Linked DNA regions of Mus musculus: all the other regions are linked to region 1. A link is a contact called in public Hi-C and HiChIP or PLAC-seq data. All regions are on one chromosome and are shown on one strand. Each heading gives the region's core, a stretch centred on a gene start, on an enhancer-like site or on the middle of the called end of the contact. The rest is flanking DNA. Distances are from core to core; before and after follow the strand shown. Region 1 holds the start of Map3k5 (mitogen-activated protein kinase kinase kinase 5). Region 2 overlaps Gm20139 (predicted gene, 20139). Region 3 overlaps Gm40607 (a long non-coding RNA gene). Region 4 holds the start of Olig3 (oligodendrocyte transcription factor 3).

What was found. Hi-C and Micro-C count contacts between places; a contact is called where the count stands out from the background. HiChIP or PLAC-seq counts read pairs in DNA pulled down with a chosen protein or histone mark.
Region 2: a contact with region 1 is called in a FOXA1 HiChIP or PLAC-seq map of pancreatic cancer cells. The contact joins the enhancer-like site here to the promoter of Map3k5 in region 1. A contact is called at or near these places in 6 of 115 datasets of contacts at active chromatin or transcription factors (embryonic forebrain, embryonic stem cells, extraembryonic endoderm stem cells and 3 more).
Region 3: a contact with region 1 is called in an H3K4me3 HiChIP or PLAC-seq map of forebrain, with 5 times the contacts expected there. The contact joins the enhancer-like site here to the promoter of Map3k5 in region 1. A contact is called at or near these places in 1 of 39 promoter capture datasets (the SN4741 cell line), 3 of 115 datasets of contacts at active chromatin or transcription factors (forebrain, large pre-B cells and pro-B cells) and 1 of 9 other capture datasets (embryonic stem cells).
Region 4: a contact with region 1 is called in a Hi-C map of embryonic stem cells, with 3 times the contacts expected there. The contact joins the promoter of Olig3 here to the promoter of Map3k5 in region 1. A contact is called at or near these places in 5 of 39 promoter capture datasets (cranial neural crest, embryonic stem cells, frontonasal cranial neural crest and 1 more) and 5 of 484 Hi-C or Micro-C datasets (all in embryonic stem cells).

What each region holds. Positions count from the first base shown.
Region 1 is chr10:19,932,828-19,936,102 of GRCm38.p6, forward strand. Map3k5 (mitogen-activated protein kinase kinase kinase 5) reads left to right here and starts at 1,699. Exons shown (of 30, transcript NM_008580.4): 1 at 1,699-2,247. The coding sequence starts at 1,779.
Region 2 is chr10:19,192,090-19,195,364 of GRCm38.p6, forward strand. The region is part of intron 3 of Gm20139 (predicted gene, 20139); the gene reads left to right. Among named protein-coding and RNA genes, the nearest start is that of Gm40607, 50 kb to the right of the region's middle. Within about 2 kb of position 1,457, at least 60 of the 459 cell types and tissues checked have an H3K27ac peak or open chromatin away from gene starts, as enhancers often do. A contact at or near this core is called in embryonic stem cells, memory CD8 T cells, pancreatic cancer cells and 1 more, where this site is marked.
Region 3 is chr10:19,238,696-19,241,970 of GRCm38.p6, forward strand. All of the region lies in intron 2 of Gm40607 (a long non-coding RNA gene), which reads right to left. Among named protein-coding and RNA genes, the nearest start is that of Gm40607, 3.2 kb to the right of the region's middle. Within about 2 kb of position 1,511, at least 14 of the 459 cell types and tissues checked have an H3K27ac peak or open chromatin away from gene starts, as enhancers often do.
Region 4 is chr10:19,354,929-19,358,203 of GRCm38.p6, forward strand. It overlaps Olig3 (oligodendrocyte transcription factor 3), which reads left to right and starts at 1,611. Exons shown (of 1, transcript NM_053008.3): 1 at 1,611-3,275. The coding sequence starts at 1,701. The coding sequence ends at 2,522.

The DNA of each region.
Region 1 (3,275 bases), core at 449-2,948:
AAACTGAAAGCTACCTTGCTACTCAGTAGAAAATGAACTAGGTGACTGTTTTAAAGGAACTGGAGTGACAGATGAATCTCCCAGACTTACAGTTTGCTTGGGGAGTACAATAAAGTCACAAAAAGGACCTTATTATTTGGAAACTATCAATAAAATACTGTAACAATTTAAGAATTGGGCAGTGTTCTGGTCTGAATGTGTCCCTCGCCCCCAGATTCCCCTTACTTAATACTGTGTTAAGTAAGGCTTTGGGGAGTTTGACATCCAATTTACATTTTGCCTCTTACATTTTGGCTTACTAACCTCAAGTTAGGAAATCCAAATCCTTTACGTATTGCAGCTTGCCTTGGCTTTCCTGACATGACCTACAGCATTCTGGGAGAGTTCTCTGGGAATTTACACATCTGGTTTTGCTTCCCAAAATAAGCGGGAGCTTTTTGATCACACTAAAGCAATCAAGCCTTTTCATTTGTGTATGGTTCAGTTTTAAAAAATGAAATAAGTTAACTTCTCTCTTTCAACTCTGAATGATAATTTTCCCATGCATTTTCTATCTTAGGTATCTGGCATTTTGAGGAAGGGGTGACTTTAAGATGATATATGAGAGTATTAAGTCATTCGGCAATGGAGCCAATCAATTACTCATTAACGATAACAGCGTAAGCAACTGGAAATTTTACAATGAAAAGTACCAGCGGCTGCCACGATAAATTTAGCCGACCACTTCTAAATTTAGCGCCCCTGTCACTTATAAACCACTTTCCATTTGAGGCCTGGGCTGTAGGGCGCTTGTTGGATCCTCCCGCCTCTCGGCACGCGTGTTGCCACGGTGCATCCAGCGCCACGCGCTGCCCACGAGCGGACCAGAACGAGCGAGGCGCGGTGGCTGCGCCCAGCGCTGCAAACGCCTGGCGGGCTGACCGGGACAGTGCGGGTTAGAGACTCTTCTTTTGCGCCGTCCCGCAGCGAGGCGCGCACAGGGTTTCAGCCCTCTTTCCCAGTTCTCTGAGGTCCCGGAGCAGTGGGTTCGGTCCAGGCTGCAGCTTCCCAGCAGCGCCCTCCTCAGGGGCGGGCCCTGGCTCTCTGTGCTGCAACGAGTGGGCGGCCACAGGCGGGTAGCCGAGAGGACGGGCGGCTGCGAGACGGTCGCTGGGACTCGGAGGGCGCGGCGAACCGGTGAAAGAGGAAGGGAAGGAAGGAAGGAGGAGGTGGTGGTGGAGGAGACGGAGTCGGTGCAAGGGAGCTGTTGCGGAGCAGAGAGGCGGATCCTTTCGGGAGCGGCCACGGAGGTTCCGGGACGCGGCTCGGGGTAGCCCGCCCACCGCGCGTAAGGTGTTCTCCAGGTAGCGCCGGCACCCAGAGGGCGCCCTCGCCCGGCCCGCGCTCGGCAGGCGACAGCTCGCGGCTCCCCGAGCGCGGCGCCCTTGAGCCGGGCTGCGCAGGTTGGCCGCCGACTCGTCCGCCCGCCAAGAGGAGGAAGCTCTGTCCCTTCCCGCTCGCCGCGGCCGGCGTCCCCACCCCGTGGACTCTCCACCCTGCAGCGGGCGAGCGGCGTGGCCACGGAGGCGCCGAGGAGGGGCGAGCCGCCGCCGGGCAGCGGCGTGGCCCCGGGGGACAGGGCGCCCGAGCGGAGGCGGCGGCGGGGCGGTGAAGGCGCGGCGCGCGATGGCAGCTGCCTAGCCCGGCGCGCGCGGAGCAGCCCGGAGCTGTGGCTAGCCAGACGGTGCGTCTGGGCTGGGGACTCCGGGGTCGCCGCCGTGGCAGCCCGGCAGGCAGAGATGGGCACCGAAGCCGGCGAGGGCATCACTTTCTCCGTGCCGCCCTTTGCGTCCGTGGGCTTTTGCACCATCCCGGAGGGCGGCAGCTGCCGGAGGGGAGGAGGAGCGGCGACGGCGGCGGAGGGAGAGCCGAGCCTGCAGCCCTTGCTTGTGCCGCCGCCGCCGCCACCGCCGGGCAGTTTCTGGAACGTGGAGAGCGCGGCGGCTCCCGGCACCAGCTGCCCTACCACCGCCCCCGGGAGCAGCGCCACCCGAGGCCGGGGCAACTCTGGCAGCGGGGGCGGCCGGCGTACCACCGTGGCTTATGTGATCAATGAGGCGAGCCAGGGGCAGCTGGTGGTGGCGGAGAGCGAGGCCCTGCAGAGCCTGCGGGAGGCGTGCGAGGCGGTGGGCGCCACCCTGGAGACCCTGCATTTCGGGAAGCTGGACTTCGGGGAAACCGCCGTGCTGGACCGTTTTTACAACGCAGGTGAGTGGCAGCTCGGCTCGTTGCTTTGCCCAGCCGGTTTCTCCTGGCTGTCTTGGTTGGGGGGGGGGGGGGATTTTTGTTTTGTTTTGTTTTTCGTGGGCGGGAAGCAAGCTTCCTATTTACATCACGCCTCACCTTGAGAGCGGCAAGAGTGGTTGCAGGACTATTCAGGCCGGCCGCTCCTAGTTGAGGGTGTGCTGGTGCAAGTGACTGTATTTGTGCGGGAGATCCTCCGCTGATTTATTCATTATCCGGCAGCGAAGACCCTGGGTCCAAGTACAAGGCTCGGAAAAACACTTCCTCCCACCATTGCGAATAATTGCTTCAATCACTTCTCTTCAGTTAGGAGGTGGGTAGGTTTTGCTTTTGCAAACACACACCTGTGGCCCACTGAAGTGATGTTCTGTTCTCTGTGCAGTCTTGGGAGTACAGAAATGCCCTTATGCTAAGCAGCCAGCTGTGTGCAGAGTTTCGTTTGAGTTTTCAAAGCGCGGCCTGACCTTCCCCAACTCATTTCACCTTCGAGTTTTGGTGGCTTCAATTTCCCATTCTCTTACTACTTTGAACGGTCAAATAACTATATGTTGGAGTAAAAGCACCGTGAAACACACCAAATGTGTGTGATCTTTGTTAGAATCTTGCCCAAAGAACCAGTTTTTTTTGTTTTGTTTTTTGTTTGTTTGTTTGTTTTTTTAAAAAATTACCTCAGATACTGTGGTGAGTGGAAGAGTTTATAATTTGGCATGGTTTAAAGAGTTCCCATGCAATTTTAATGACAGATTCGGTTGACTATTAAAGTGATTGTTAATGTAATCCACCGGAATGTCTCCCTTTTAGTCCATTTCAGATTTCAAAAACTGTTAAGAGAGTTCTGATGACTAAAGCAATTAGCCAGCCGTCTGTCAGCAAATGTTAGGAATGGTTGTGTGCTACTGAAATCCAATGGGATCAAGTAAATAGACATGCTAATTTTTATAATCGTGGTGGTGGGAAGCCTGGTTTTTGTCTTCAAACACAGTGAGCTTCTC
Region 2 (3,275 bases), core at 207-2,706, 740 kb before region 1:
ATCAAATCAAAGGGTAACATGTCACCTTTGCACAGCCCAGGGAAAGCCTCTGGCTTCTGCCTTGGAAAGCTGAAGACTGCTTAAATTTCTGTGGAATTCTGGGGAAAATCCAGAGCTCTCTCTGCTTTGAAAACAATGGCTTATAGAGATAAACTCTTGGCTATGCAACCTAAGAAGTGGGAAGGCCAAGAGTGTCCCTAGGGTGGATACCGGGCCTGATTAGCATTCCTTAGAAGTCCCACCCTTCTGGCTCCATCCAGCTGACACTGATTTCTGAATGGAGGGCTTGTGGCCTCCTGCCTGCTCAGGCCCCACTTGGAAGATCAGCACAGAACTTCCTGTTATCAAGGGTTCCACAGGTTGTCAGTGTTGCAGCCACACCCTGAGCAGAGCTGACTAGGTACCCTTAGTTGTTTGCCAGGGAGTCAAGGGGAGGGAGCCAGCAATACCTAGCCTCCAGCTATACTAAATTCTCTCTCTCTCTTTTTTGCTTTTTTGTAGACAGGAAACAAGCCTTAAAAGTTCAATCAATATTTCAAAGTTATGCAGTTAGTTAGTGACAGAGCCAAGAAAAGTGGCCAAGTTTCACTTATATATTCAACACATATTAATCAATTTCTACTCTATGTTCAGGATGTCAACAGTTAAGTACCAACAGAGGGAGTGGCTTTCAGGAAAACTGTGTACATTCAGGAATGAATGGCAAAGGGCGGTAATTTGGGATGTGCACAGACGTCTTAGATACAACAGGAGAGACTGGGGTGAGGGAGGCTGTTTAAAGACCTAGGGGGAAATGTGCTTAAGCTGCACGAAACAAAGGTTCACTGGTCATAGAAGTTGGGAGTGAAGACATTGAGCGAACAACATAGCCAGGCAAATGTCTATCTGTCCTTCTTGTAGCTTGGTAGAATTTCTTGTGATGATCCTTGTTACAGAAATAGGTACAGAATAAGCAAAATAACTGGGACAAACACCGACTCAGTGTGCTCACTGTGAAGGAATTTCTTGTGGGTTTTAGAAAGTCTTTATGATAGTTCATAACCCCAGCTCTGTTTATTCTGGGTCTGACCAGAGTGATTTCATCTTGACATTGGCAACTTTCATATCCAATTTTCAGAAGGGAAAGAGCAATGAGAGAAACTTTTTTGCAATGGAGGGTTAGCAATTTGAGTCTAAGCCCATCCTCCAAGTTTTATTCAGTCACCAGACTTAAGTCCTTTCTCGGGTCATCCAGGGAGCATGCAAACATGAAATAGCATTCCTCTTGCCAGGATGGATTCCTCCAGGAATGTGATCCAGTCTTTACTAAAGCAAATGTGAGGGGGAATTTGTTCTATGGCTTGGATATGCTCTCTCTTTTCTAGAATGTTGTCTTCTATGGATGTGCTACCCAGAGCTGAGGGATGTAGCCTGTTGATCAGCCGAGGCTACACGGGAAGAAAGTTGGGAAATCACCTATGCCCTTGACATCACAAAGCCACTGAGAAACCAAACTTGGAGGCCCTGCAACAGCCTATCTTGACATGTGATCTGATAAAATGATCTTACTGATTAACTCAGTTGAGTCAGGTTCTGTAATGCTTGCAACAGAAAGCATCCTTCAAAAAGATGAGCAGTTTTAATGATAGGTCGTTATTAGTGTTTCCATCCAATGGTTTCTGATTTTTTTTTTCCCATAGGAGAGTGTACGGCAAGGATGAGAGGTTTGGGAAACTGGAATTGAGCTTCTTAGATTTCTTCAGAAATGTCATATAGTTTAAGATCATAGCAGGAGAAATCTGCTCAATAGTTGATTTTTCTGTAACTGTGCTCATTAGCCCTAAGACAGCAATGGAGAAGATAGGTCACAGTAGTCTACAGTGTGTGGGGATTTCCAAAGATGTGCTTTTCTGTCTCTGATCCATTACATTGTCTTCAAGATGCTGACCTTTTCTAAGATTAATGAACGTCTACTAAATGCAGGGTATTCATAGGTTTCTGTTGTGTGTGTTGGGGGGGGGGGGAGATGTTCTCTGCCTTCTAGCTGTATTCAGAGAATCTCATTGTGAGCACAAGGTGTTAGAACATTTAGTGACCTTCAGTAGGACTGAAATGGCTAGCATATCATTAAAGAGTTGAAAACTAGTGTGTGTGTATACACACACACACACACACACACACACACACACACATATATATATATATATATATATATATATATACCTACATATATATACACTTATATCATGTTTTGTATACATATATACTGACTTATGTAGTAAGCTAGTAAGTTATATATACTGCTCATTTAAAAAACAATTATGTATGTAGGTATGAGTTTCGTACTTCAGTCTTAGTCTGTTCTCTGGATGTGTGTAGCGTCCATGGAGGCAGGAAGAGAGTGTCAGAACTGGACTTATAGATAATTGTTAGCTGCCATGTGGATGCTGAGACTCCAACCCAAATTCTCTGGAAGAACAGCCAGTGCTCTCAACTGCTGAAGCAGGCTCCAGATTCAAGCTTCAGGCTCTCTCTCTCTCTCTCTCTCTCTCTCTCTCTCTCTCTCTCTCTCTGTGTGTGTGTGTGTGTGTGTGTGTGTGTGTGTGTGCTCGAGTGCACACTCACTCGCACGCAGGCCAGAAATCATCACTGAGTGGCTTTTTATCCATGTTGCACCTTATTTTTTGAGATAAGACTCTAATTGAGCCTGGAGCTTTCCAGTTCAACTAAGCTGATCATCTGCCCCTGAACACTGAGATCACAGGTGCACACCACAGCTTTTCATGTGAGCACATGGTTCATGCCATGCAGTGAACACTTTATTTACTGACAGAGAGAAAGGGGAGGTCCTTCAGTCTGCTGCATTCTTCAGGGTTGGTCTGAAGGCCTGAGAACCAGGGGAGACAGTGATAGAAGGTCTAAAAACCAATATTTGGGGTGTCCAAGGACAGAAAAAAATGGATTTCAGGGCTCAAATTGCAGGAACAAACTCCCACTTCACCCACTTTTTTTTCTATCCCAGCTGTTAACTAAAAGAACAAGACCAGTTCCCGTTGTGAGAGCAATCGTCATCTTTATTCAGTACATATCAGCACTCAAACACTAATTTCCTCTGGAAACACCCTCAGAGACTTACTAAAAAATAATCTTTTACCATTCATTAGGCATTTTTTTTAACCCAGCCAAACTGATAAAGAAGATGAACTATCGCATCCTCAATGACTTGTGAGCAGATGTAGAACATGTATTTCTCTCTGGGAGGTTTTCTCTTTTAGGTAGAGATGCAAAGAACATGA
Region 3 (3,275 bases), core at 261-2,760, 690 kb before region 1:
TACAACAGTATTCTTGGGCTTTCAGTGTTCTCTGAGTATTAAGGAAACACCCTGTCTTTCCCTAAGATTGTGTTGGAAATCGTTCAGGAAAGTCATTTGTCTTTGTTCTCCTAAAGAGTTCCAGGAAAGGAAAGGCTGAAATTTTGTCGTTTTAGATCTATAGCTATCAACATACTTTCATTATCTTAAAATAGCAAGGATTTTTTCTTTTTTTGGTTTGGTTTGGTTTGGTTTTTAATGAAGCTGAACTTCACTGGGAACTATAACACCTAAAATCCGTATTGCAAATGTCTTCTTGGGCAAACTAATTGCTCAGTGGGTAAAGGTGTCCACTAAGCCTGATGACCCAAGTTAGATTTACAGAACCCACATGGGGGTTATGGCTGGGGGAACCATAATACGTGAGGAACAGTATTAAAGGGTTGTGGCAGTAGCAAGGCTGAGAATCAATGAGTTTTGACATTAGGGTTTCCACCTTCAATATCCCTAATGTCAAATATCAGGAGGGAACTGATGCTTGCAAGGTGTTCTCTGACCTACACACACACACACACACACACACACACACACACACACACACACACACATACACACACACACACACACACACACAGACACGCACACGTGCACGCACACATACACACACACACACACACACATACATACACACACACACACACTCAGACACACACACACACACTCAGACATGCACACGTGCACGCACACACACACACTCAGACACGCACACGTGCACGCACACACACACACACACACACACTCAGACACGCACACGTGCACGCACACACACACATACACACACTCAGACATGCACACGTGCACGCACACACACACACTAATTAAAAATAACAACAGTGCGTTTATTTGTAGATAAACATCATAGGCTGTGTCTTCATTCTATTTCTGTTATCCTTGATAAGGAAGGCAGAGCAGGTATCGCTCCAGCCGCAAGCAGATGAAGTACAGCTGAGAGCTGAGAAGGCTCCTGGACCCTGTTCACCTAACTAATGAGCCCAGGCAAGACACCACACCGCTGGTTACAGAGCAAACTGCCCTATCCCCACAAGCTTTCAGGGGAGCTGGAACAAGGAAGAGAACCCCTAAGCCATTCCAGTGACGTTCTTCTCAACAGATTGCATGAATTTACCCACGTAAAAATGACAAAGAGACAAAAATGAGAAGACAGCAGTATTTTGGATTTTAAGAATAACAACAACAACAAAAAATGTTACTTAGTCACACATAGGCAGTGGTGTTGCATATTTTCATGTCATGGTTATTCATATGGAAAGATTTTATTTCCCTGTACACTGTCACTTATTCTTTGCACAGTTTTCTTCATGGTTTTAATTAGTTAGTTAGTTAGTTAGTTAGTTAGTTAGTTAGGTTGGTTTTTTAGTTTAGAGGAGGGGTGTTGGTTGTTTTTTGTTTTTTCTACCCAGCCAAGTTTTAAATCTGCTCAGTGACCAGAAGAGGGCAGTATGAGCTAACAAAACAGAAACCACGCACCGCACCCTCTAAGCCACTCTGCTTGTTCTGTTCAGACTCTGTGTCACTATCAGGTTTGCAATGTTAACTAAAACACTAAAAACTCATTAAAGACAGGAACGGAAAGGGCAGAGGTGGAGGGACGAAGGGAAGGAGATGGCTTTTTAAACCTCCTTATTGGAATAAAATGAGGTGAAATGGCTGTAAGAAAACGTGTTTAAGCACTTGCTGGGTGTGGACTCTGAATTAAGTGCTGCAAAATTGCTTCCTGGAGGGAGAGAGTAAAGAATTCAGACCACTTTCAACTGGACCTGTTCTTTACAGCCTCTGTTTACCTATTTATTTAATAGAGGCTTTGGGTCCGAAGGCCATGCCAGGACCTGCCTGGGCCCCAGACACTCCAGACCCTACATGGGAATGCGCTGGTGACAAGAAGCATAAAGAATAAAAGCTAAGGGTGAAAATGCAGGTGGTGTGTTCGATGCTTGCTTAAAATGCCTACACACACATGGGTAAAACATGTCTACCCTATAGCCTTAAGGACTGGAAGAAAGAAACGTGCCCTTGATGTATTTGTAAGTTATAGAAAATATAGTTAGAGTAGTTTCTAGGTAGCGCCAGAATACAACTTGGCTTAGTCCCCATCTTTACTGTGGCATATTTGATGGGTGACTCTTCATAGTCTGAGGAGAAAACAGGAGCCAAAGAGTCAGTGTGGTAAACTGTCTCAAATGTTCAATAGTATGTAGTTCAATGGTGCATGCATTAGAAGAAAGCACTGCCTCTTGGTGTCTGGGAAGACTGAGGCAGGTTTGAGATGAAACTCAAGGGATTTTGATGGTAGCAATCAGTAGAACAGAAATACAACAAATGAGTGGGAATTTTAGGTAGAGGAAGCCTAGGTAGGCATGTGGGTTGTGTTTAGCATTGTAGAGAACAATCATTTCTAGCGTCTGGATGCCAGGTCCTTCAGGATGGAGCAAGCAGTCTGCAGGAAGGAGAGGCTGGGAGGGGCAAAAGCAAGCTTAAGAGAAAGAGACATCGCCTAGACAGCTTTGAATACACTGCACATTCACTGTGTGGATTTGATGTGGAACCATTTCCATAAAGACTTGAGCCGCCACGTGCTGTGAACCAAGAAAAAGCAGGGCACCTACAGAAAACATGTTTCCATTATATGTACATGTGTTTGTTTCATATGTGCTATGCAGCTGTACAACGATGTAGAGGGATATTGAAGGTGGAAACCCTAATGTCAAAACTCAGTGATTCTCAGCCTTCCTAGTGCCACAACCCTTTAATACTCTTCCTCATGTATTATGGTTCCTCCAGCCATAACATTATTTTCATTGCTATTTCATAACCATAATTTTGCTGCTGTTATGAATTGTAATGTAAATATCTGTGTTTTCCGGTGGTCTTTGGGGGGTTGTGATACACAGGGTAAGAAGCACTGCATTGTACCCTAGGCTGTAGATCTGAATAGCAATGTCACAGGACTGCTCCAACAGTCATTTTAACATTGTTTTTTAGCCTTTGTTAGGAGACAACAGTTGACTGCTGTTACAAAGCAACCAGCCTTCCGTTTCCTTCTGCTGTGTGACAGCATGAAAGTCTATCTCTGCCTGCGTGTGTGCATCTGAGCCTGCCTTCTAACACTGTCCCTCATGGGTATTCGTTTCAGAATTATTAGGCAAATGATAAGATTGGTCCCCCTAAAAATATGTTTCCTGGTATTTTTCACATGGTACAGAAGTGGAATTAACTGG
Region 4 (3,275 bases), core at 361-2,860, 580 kb before region 1:
GCCATGTCTGCCTAAGGTTACAGTACAAAAGTCTCTTGCTTTTCTATAGAGACACTGCCTTAACTTAGCTTTTGTTCATGGAATTTTCAAGCCGGGAGAGATGGGGTATCCAGCTGCTTTTAGAGGCCACCCTTGCCCAAGACTACTTTCTTTCTAGGGATTTCTGTGTTCCTGCCTCTGGTGCTAAAGAGCAATTTTTGATTGACAAAAACATCGAAAAGGAATGGGGGCGGGAGCAGGGATGTCTGTGCCCAGTTATGAACTTGCATCTATGGAACACAGCAAACTCCAGGTCTGTTTATCCTCAGAGCCACGGCTTTGTAACAAGCCCGCAGACAGGTATCTCCAGGTCCTGTGCACACACATACACACACACATGCACACGCACACACACCACACACTTGATTTTACCCTGAACTCCCGCTCTGCTCAGCTGCCGCTCCAGGTGGTCTGGTGCTAAACTCTGGATGCTCTCAGCTTTCACCCTGAGGCCAAAGACTGCCTTCATCCCATCCCAACACACAGTGGAACTTGAGGCGAAGAAGGCAGTTAGCTACCCCATTTGGGAAGCTGGAACCCCAAAGATCTGTACCGAGCTCTTGAGATTCGTTTCAATCCCTAACTCTCCCATTTTTCTTCACCCTTTTCTCTCCCCAAATTTTCTTCCTAAATTGATTTTCATATAACATTGGGGGTTTTGTCTCTCCTCCCTCAGTTCTATAGCTAAGAAGTTAAAGAAATGTACAAAACCAAAATTATTTCAATTCGCTATTTTTAACGCAAAAGAAGACTTCTCCACAGTAGCATCAAAGGCAAAAACGCATTGCCAAATGGGCACATGTTTTTTTTTTTTTTTTAATTTACCGGAAAGGGCAAATAAACAAAATTAACTGAATTTAGAGAAAATGTACCAGTGAATAACAACTTCAGTCAGCAAAGTCTCCAAGTCTCCCTGGTTGAACCTGCCCCGTTTTGGCTCCGGTATCCGGCTTTCTATTGAGACCTTGTTTTGCCCACATTTCTGTAAACTAGATAGAGAACAACCCATATCTTCTAAGTCCAAAGTAACGTCGTAGGCTGATCTTCCAGGCAACTTCTGTTCCTTCCCTTCATTTTAAGTGTAAGATTTGGTTAAAAGAAATAGAATGAGGGGAGTGGCACAGAAGAAAGTTTTTAAAGAACAAAACAACAACAAAAACAAGAAGTCCAGTGCATCCGCGGTGAGTGTGTCAATCAAAGGGTTTTGTGCCTGGGGGCTCCTTGTGGTTCCAAGCAGAGGTGTCCCAGGGCGGCCCCACAATGAATATGAATAGGAATCCTTGCTAACTGGGACAGCAAAGCGCACCGCCCTGAATGATGATGGCACGTCATCTTAACCAGCCCAGGATAGATAGGAGGGCTCCTTTTGTCTCTTTTCTCCACTGCAGCGCTATAAAAGCCCCTCTTTTACTGCAAGAGGTTAGTTCAGGCACACACCAATGTGCAGTGCAGGAAACAGCTAAACCAGAGATAGCGAAGCAAGCCAGGAGAGAGAGAGAGGCGGGGCAAGGCAGGGCCTTGACTTTTCTTCTCTGGTTTTACAACTGGGGAAGTGGGTTCCTGGACCTTGCTTTTTTTTTTTTTTTTTTTTTAATTCAAGATTCTCTTTAATTTCCTGCCTAAAGGCTCCTCAACCATAAGGCCGCATCTCTTGTAATAAAATGAATTCTGATTCGAGCTCTGTCTCCAGCAGAGCGTCATCTCCGGACATGGATGAGATGTACCTAAGAGACCACCACCACCGCCACCACCACCACCATCAGGAGAGTCGTCTGAACTCGGTCTCCTCCACACAGGGCGATATGGTCCAGAAGATGCCAGGGGAAAGCCTCTCGAGGGCAGGCGCCAAGGCTGCAGGAGAAAGCAGCAAGTACAAAATCAAGAAGCAGCTGTCGGAGCAGGATCTTCAGCAGTTGCGGCTGAAGATCAACGGACGCGAACGCAAGAGGATGCACGACCTGAACCTCGCCATGGATGGTCTGCGCGAGGTCATGCCCTACGCTCACGGGCCCTCGGTGCGCAAGCTCTCCAAGATCGCCACTCTGCTTCTGGCCAGAAACTACATCCTCATGCTCACCAGCTCCCTGGAGGAGATGAAGAGGTTGGTTGGAGAGATCTACGGGGGACACCACTCGGCCTTCCACTGTGGGACTGTGGGGCATTCGGCCGGCCACCCGGCACACGCAGCCAACGCTGTGCACCCGGTGCACCCTATCCTGGGCGGCGCGCTCTCCTCTGGCAATGCCTCGTCCCCTCTGTCCGCGACCTCCCTGCCGACCATTGGCACCATCCGTCCTCCCCACTCACTGCTCAAGGCGCCCTCCACGCCGCCCGCGCTACAATTGGGCAGCGGCTTCCAGCACTGGGCGGGGCTGCCCTGTCCCTGCACCATCTGCCAGATGCCACCACCGCCGCACCTGTCCGCTCTCTCCACCGCCAACATGGCCCGGCTTTCGGCTGAATCCAAGGACTTGCTCAAGTGAGCCACGGGCTGGCCCGGCCGGGAGGAGGAAGGGAGAGCTGAGGCAGGGGTCGCAGTGCCGGGCCAGGAGGGAAAGGGAGACTGCTCGGCCTGCGGGAGGGTGGGCGCGCGGCCCCAGGCCTCGCCAGCGCCCTACAGATCCAGATTCCAGTTGACCCACCCCAGCGGGGCGTGCCAAAACCAAACTGGAATACCTAGGTGTTAGCGAAGGGGACTGGAACCCGAAGTCCTGTTTTGCATGCATGCTTCTTTCCCTCATGCCACGCCAGTATTTCTCACTGTGGTATGCTCTTGTCAAAACTGCATTTGTTGTTTAACGATGGGATCAGTGGAGTTTAAAACTTGCAAAGGAACTTTGGAGTTGGCTCTTTCTGGCTGTGTTCTTATCTTGGAGGAAAGATGGCTATCCCTTTTGTGCAAAGCAAATGTAAATATTTCATCGAGCTAGATACACTTATGATTGTCTCTGCCCTTATAGATTTTTCAGAGACAATGGAGAGAGAGAGAGAGAGAGAGAGAGAGAGAGAGAGAGAGAGCTTGTTTCAGAATCCAAGTTTTGATTCTCAGCCCAGGGCATGAACCTCTTATGTGGGTTTTCCTTTCCACGCAAACATAGGTCAAGAAAATGCATGCACGCTTCTAAATGAATCTTGTCTAAACATGTTGTGCGGGCTATAGCGCCATTTTCCTTGTAACAAGGATTTATTAGTGAGCTCTCCAAAGTACTCCATATATCTGTCTGTGGTTGTATAAA